Linked DNA regions of Gossypium hirsutum: region 2 is linked to region 1. Evidence: chromatin contacts called from public Hi-C data. All regions are on one chromosome and are shown on one strand. The core of a region is the stretch at or near the end of the contact, and the rest is flanking DNA. Distances in the headings are between cores, read along the strand shown.

Region 1 (3,338 bases), core at 15-2,514:
TAGATGAAGTTGACATATACATTTAGTATTTCATTTCCCCATTTTTTTTCTTTTTCAGAGATGAGTGGGTCAAAGAGAAGGGGGAGGGGGGAGTTTGTGGTCTTGGAGACTCCAATAATACCAATTACCTACCATATGGTAGTTGGAGAAAATCAGAGAATACAGCGACAGAAGCATCACTAAGCATATATCTCTAAACTGATCTCTATGGAAAAGGGAAACTTTAAAAGAAATGGAGCCAACAGACAGCATTAATCCAAGCTAGCATGTTCGAACATCAGATCTTAAATATCAGTATAAATATATTTCCAAAAAGAGAAAAAGGCATTCAACCAACACATTACAATAAAATTTTGGGGTCTCATCATTCAAATTTTTTTCAGATTTTATTACTATTGAATTGCATTTCCAAATGATCGCCGCCAGATACACTGTTTTCCCAGCTTAAAGAAACAAATTATCTACTAAAAGGATGCATTTATTTATTACCAATGATTGCAAAATGAGATCTAAATACAGTAGAAAAAAGACCACCTAAACTTCATAATTGGAAAATATCATAAATTCACAATCCATACCCTTAATGCTAAATTATCCAAAGACTGAAGTCTAAAAACTAGAAACATACCATATCATTAGCAGCAAGGCCGCTGCTATTGTTAGCAGCAAACCGCCAAGCGAGTGTCGCTGCCAGCTTTGCTTCTTTAGTGCAAGATTCGCTGAATCTAAGAAAAAACTTAGCCCCTCTCCAGATTCAGCCACTACGCGTCGTCAAAACATTAAAATATCCTGCCAAACAGTAACCGAAATAAATTAAATGAGAAATCTATCAATCAAATCCAGATCAAGCATAAATCATCATAATTCAACAATAAGTGTATCTCGAAAGAGCAAAAATCCAATGCAGCTAATACTAGTAAACTAAAACGAAAGAAAACGAATCGAGAAATGAATCACATTTCCAACACTCTGATTTTTTCTTTTCATTAGGAGAGAAAACAGAAAACTGAAATGAATTGTTTTCCACTAAATTAAAGAATTAAATAAAGAATTAAAGAATCAAAACTCGATGCAAAGAATTAAAAAAAGAGATGTAGAGAAGCAAACCTTTAAAGAGAGAACAATTAATCAATTCTTGATTTGATATGAGAAAAACAATAACTAGAGAAATGATGAAAAGATAAATACTCCTATATATACATATTTTATATTTGTTCTTCTACTTTTTCTCTCTGTTCTAATTTTTCCTTTTCCTTTTTAAATCAGCTCGCTTACAGTTACAGCCGACGCTTTCAGTGAACCACCGACAACTTGAAGGGTCTACTTTTCGGGTCGGCTCGGCTCAGCTTGGCTTCTTGTGTTTTGAGCTCGGCTTTTGTAACGTTCATAATTCGAATAATTTTCTAACATGAATTAAAATTATCCACGCATCCCAATTATGTTTGTGTTCCCATCTAATCTTAAAACTTTTCAATTTAGATACTAATATTTGAATTTATTTCTGTTTTAGTCACTCGCGGTTAATTGAAAGCATTTTTTTAACTAGTAGAATAATATATTTAGTCTTCAATACTTACATATTCTATCAATTAGATACTACTTCCAAATAATTCAATAAATTTAACCCTTCACATTTACAAATTCTATAATTTAATCCTCGGACTTTCTACTCAAAGCTTTCAAGTTTTTAAATAGAGACATTCCACATCTGTAAATTTGTAAAACGCAAAAAAAGAAAAGAAACTAACGAGTCATTTGCCAAGTCAATTCTTGATACAATGAGTTTATCTTGAAACTTTATTGGCTTTTCTTTTTCTCATTAGTCTTCTTCTAAATATAATATTTTATAACACTTTGATTCACAAAATTTTGACAAAAGAAAATGGAAAAACCTTTTAAAAAATAATTTAGATTTACTCTTGATAACAGTATGATATTCCCATCAAGATACTTAGAAATAGTCCTCGAAGTTGGTTCTTCAAATTGGAAATTAAGGCTTAAAAAATATGTCATGAAAAAATCCAGTTGTTCAATCAATAATTATATAAGAAAAATTATGAACATTTAATTTTTCACAAGAAAAAAATGTAAAAGAATTAATTGAATGTCCATTTGTTACATTGATAATGATTTTTTTATTTTATAAATTGATTAAGAGATTACTATTTGTTCTATTTATTTTTAATTATTTGCTTTTAATTTTTAAATCCACAATAAGCAATGTGTATAACTATTAATCTAATTTAGTGTCAAATTATTTACTAAATTAATTAAAAACTAAAATTATGCTAGTCAGGGTGAAGAATTACTTTCAAAAATATTAAATTATTTATATATTATTAGTATATATTATAATTCTAAAATTTATATTTTCTATTATTTTTAATGGTGTTTAGTTAATTTCTAACACTAACTTCTTAAAAATATAAAATAAAAGGGTTATGTATAGAATTAGATAATTTCAACCATAAATAACACAATTAATAGATGTGGAGTACCTGTATTTTAAAAGTTGAAAACTTTGGTTAGGAAGTTTGAGAATCAAATTGATAAAATTTGTAAATGTGAAGGATTAAATTTATTGAATTATTTAGAGTTAAGATCAAATCGATAGAATATGAAAGTATTGATGACTAAATGTGTTATTGTATTAGTTAGAAAAAGACGTTACGTAATCAATTTAATGGCGGGTGATCAAAACAGGAACGAATTCATACATTGGTGTTAAAATTAAAAATTTTTAAAATTAGATGTGAATATAATTAAATGATCATTTGTATAATTTGCCCTCTAATATTTAGAATGTGTAATGTAAATGCAAACAAATTTAATTAATGATAAATTGCGTGTAAATTAAATTGAATTTCGGTCATTAAAATTATTTGGTTAAATTGAGAATTTTAGGTTCATTCGATGAAAAATAATTTAAATTTAAATTTTCTAATTTTATTTTTAACAATTCCATTCCAATCTTACAATATTGTGTACCATGATCCACTAACCAATAAATATGAAAAAGAAAAAGAAAGTAATTAAAAAATATATAATGGTAAATTTAATTTTTTGCTAATTAGGTTTTTTAGTTAAATTTTACTTTTAATCTTTTAAAAATAGTCGAATTTGATCATTAACCATTCAAAAAGAGCCGAATTTTTTTTGTACGTAAATATTTATTAAAATGTTAGTTGTTTTTAGAAGTAAAATGTTAGTTTTTTAAACATTACAGGCATGACAAGCTACGTATACTCCATGTTTTTTTTAAAAAAAATTATGAATTTTTTATAAATTTTTTATTTGAATTCTGAATTTTTGTTGTTTTAATATTTTATAAATAGTTT
Region 2 (3,803 bases), core at 725-3,224, 300 kb before region 1:
AAAAGATTACTTGAAACCCCATAGGAATAAATCACAAATGGCTTTAATTTTTTTATAACAGATGCTTTAAACTTTAATGATCTAGTATTTAATGATCTATTTAAGCAAGTTTTCTTCTTTTCATTTGAATAAGGTGACAATTTTCCTAATCTAAGAAGCACAGAAATCAATATAGATCAATTCTTAAATTGATGGAGACAACAGGGCACTTTTGTTAAAAATAGACATCTAACTTATGGCAAGAATAAAATTGTTGGATGGTAAAATAACATTAAACTCATGGAATTTGTACATATTTTATGTAATGAACTCCATTTGATGTTTTTGCTTAACATAGTGTATGAAATGTAAGGAGTAGAGTATCTAACAAGGTAAAAGTTTTATCACTGTTTATTTCATGTGTAATCATCTGTTATTTTTTTCCCTTTTTTCCAAAGCAATGAATAAGTTGGCTCCATTATTAACAGTAAACAGCAGCCTCGTTGAAGGATTCATGTTACATAGTTACCAAACAAGCATCATGAACAATGTAAATATGCCACAAAAAGCATAACAACTAAAAGGGTCAAACCTTCAAAAAAAAAAAAGTAAGAATGATCATGAAAGTAAATAATACACCTAGAGTGTTTAACAACATAATCATAGAAAGCCGGCCTACCAGACTACTATAGTAACTGGCTGACAGTGGAGCACATTGCACACAATCGCATGGAACCCAAAGTAGATCGCTTCCCACATCCAACGCAACAAGAAATGAAACATTCGGTGTCCCTATATCAATCCAGGTGTAGTGTAACCTAAAATTTCAAAATTGAGTTTGTTAAATAATCAAATAAACAGCAGAGAATAAACCCTCAGTTGATATTTACAAAGATTTTATTTTTGGATTATAGAGTCATATACAGCTTAAAATCACCAATATGTCACATTCTCCATACGGGTTTTTCATGAATTGGGGGGGGGGGGCTGTTCAAACTTCAAAATTCTCCATTTTCTAAGGTTCCATCTTTCCATTACTGGTTCTAGAAAACCTAACCCTAACTTATTCCACTTCTATAATACATCTCTATTGGTATTGGAAAATGCTGTAAAAAGTACCCTAAGAGCATTTTATAAGTAAATATTTTCGCACTCGTTGCAGTAATTTCCATGCCATTAGCTAAGAACCTAGAAATTCATTTACAAGGAAATATAAACATTTGCACATAAAATTGCAATTTTTTTTAAGCCCGGCAACTTGCATTGTACGAAGCAATCATTGTCCATCAACAAAAAAGAAAAATCAAGCAACAAAAAGTGGAAGACTTTCCTTCAAAGAAAGTCGAATACCTTTTAAAAGAAAATATAATGGGGATTTTTTTTAAAAAAAAAGGAAACTGGAGAAAATTGAGCTACACTATTAGTCAAATATCGGTCAACAACATAGTTCAAATAAGATTCTTTTTTTTTAATTGGGGGGGGGATACCATCCGAAGTCATTTCCGAACGACGTCGTCTTACTCCCTTGAGAAGGGAAAACAAGATTGTACTTAGTCCCAAGCTTCATCTTCTGCCGCTGAAAATCGCTGTTGACAAGCAACTCATAGTACTCCAAATTCTTCATCTCCGGCCACCGAACTCCGCCGTCGTTCCTGAGAACCCTAAGCAGCTTCGCCTTATCGGAGAACCTATGAATGAGCCTGGAAGAGTAAGTAAAGTCCGCCGTAACATGGGAGGAGGAGAAGGCCAGAAAGGACACTAAAATCAGAAGCAAAGATCGCGTCGTCTCCATTGACAAAGATCTAAGCTTTTTTTCACAAAAAATAGAAAATAGAAATGCGTATGGAAATCAAAGCCGGAAAATGGGTAGGGATTTCTCTCTCCTTTCTTTGAGGATTTTTTTGGTTTCGAAAAAGGAGAAGAAGGGTGCGCAGTGCGCATAGGGTTAGAGGGAGTAAAGAGAGTGGAGAGCGTTGCTGTTGGGATAAATTTTTGGATCCGAGTAATAAATAGTAAGCAGGAAGTGTTAAAAAATAATAAAGTGGGATTAATTAATTAAGGAGTATATGTAGGTGGGGTCCAGTGGTGAGCAGGAAAAAAAAGGTAGTAGGTTGACGTGTCAGAGAAAAGAAGAAAAGGAAAGACGGGTTTGATTGGGGGAGGTTGTAATAGTCTGACACGTGGGGTCCGTTACGTTTGTGGGGTTTAGAGACGAGGAGACGGCGTGCTGATTCCTGTCCTTCACTTTCAACCGTTACCTTCACTTAGCTGCCTGCTTGCCCTGCCTTCTTTTCCTGTTTTTCCTTTACGTCTTCCCCCTGCTACAATTTATTAACTCAGAATATTTTACTCAATGTTTTTTTAGTGTTATTTTAGCAATATTTTTAAAAAGTATTGTAAAAACGTGTTTTTGATAAATGCTTTTAAAAAATTTAGTTTAAAATTTGATTATTTAGTATTACTGTTAAAAAGTATTTTTAAAAAATAAAATATATATTTTAGACATGTTATTATCAATTAATAAATATGTATTTAAATAATATTTAAATTAGTTAATATTATTATATTTTAGTAAGAATATAAAAAAATTATTATAACTTGTTGTTAATATTTTAATATATGAAATATAAATTTTAAATATTTTAAGTAATAAATATTAATTATTTATAAAATTTAATTAGAATATATAAACTACATTTTAAATATTTAAATATAACCATTAAATATTTGTAATTAGTATTTTAAAAAAATATTTTTTTATTTTTAATTAATAATTTTAACACATTTGTAATTAAGCACCAAGAGAAAAAGGAAAGTACTATGTTATTCGAGGGGTGAAAAAGTAATTAAGCACCAAAAGTATTTTTGGGAGGGGAAAAACTAAAATTTTTAGCTTCTCATTTTCATAAGTGCTTTTGAAAAGTTAAAAATTTCAGCCAAAAACAGCTTGTTCTGCACAGCTTTTCTTCCAAAAGTGCTTTTGGAGTCAAAAGTGTTTTTTTTAAACAATGAAGAATTGGCCCTTAATCACCACCGGTGGAATTACTAATTTATCAATTTGATTAAAAAATGTAAAATGAAAAAAATCTAGTTGAATCAATTTTTTAGTCAATTCTAACTGTTAGTATTAGTTTTCAATCTAATATTTGATTTAAAATCACGCTTTTGTCTGCTATTCTAGCACATGTAAGTCTCTTTGTTTTGCTGGTTTTTTGTTGTTTTTTTTTCTTTTTTTTTCTTTTTTTATGGTTTTTCTGAAGGCCGCGGCTTGGGAAGTGCCAGGGGTTTTTTTGAGAATCAGATTTAGAAAGGGGGATAGAGAACGAACTAGCAAATTTGTCATTAGAAGATGAATAGGATGAAACTTTAGTGGTTCGCAGTGATGTTGGTCCTGAACAAGTAACGCACAATTTGTGTTTGGTGGGTTGTTTCCTTACAACAAGTATCATTCATTTTCCTACTATGAAAAGCACTTTAGCAAATTTATGATATCTAGTGAAAGGTGTTCAGATCTCAGATCTAGGGGAGAAAAGGTTTTTATTTAAGTTTTTTTCATAAGATGGATCTGGATCAGGTGGTCAATGAGGCACCTTGGACTTTCAATAATAATTTATTGGTTTTCCACAGGTTGGAGGTGGGGGAAGATCCGATTAAGGTGCCAATACGATTTTCTACTTTTTGGATTCAAGTGCATGATTTGCCATTAGGTTTGTTTTCTGAGGCTATGGCAAAACAACTTTGAGATTTTGCATGAAAATTTTTGGAGTATGACACAAAAGTAATTTCATGTGGATTCGTGTATTGTTGGATGTGAGAAGGCCATT

What was found. Hi-C and Micro-C count contacts between places; a contact is called where the count stands out from the background.
Region 2: a contact with region 1 is called in a Hi-C map of leaf, with 2.5 times the contacts expected there. The contact joins the promoter of LOC107945498 here to the promoter of LOC107945523 in region 1. A contact is called at or near these places in 8 of 34 Hi-C or Micro-C datasets (fibers, hypocotyl, leaf and 2 more).

What each region holds. Positions count from the first base shown.
Region 1 is chrD12:35,261,396-35,264,733 of Gossypium_hirsutum_v2.1, reverse strand. LOC107945523 (protein CELLULOSE SYNTHASE INTERACTIVE 1) reads right to left here and starts at 1,264. Exons shown (of 8, transcript XM_016879575.2): 1 at 1,108-1,264; 2 at 629-789. The coding sequence starts at 631.
Region 2 is chrD12:35,558,549-35,562,351 of Gossypium_hirsutum_v2.1, reverse strand. LOC107945498 (aspartic proteinase-like protein 1) reads right to left here and starts at 1,974. Exons shown (of 10, transcript XM_016879533.2): 1 at 1,467-1,974; 2 at 659-797. The coding sequence starts at 1,771.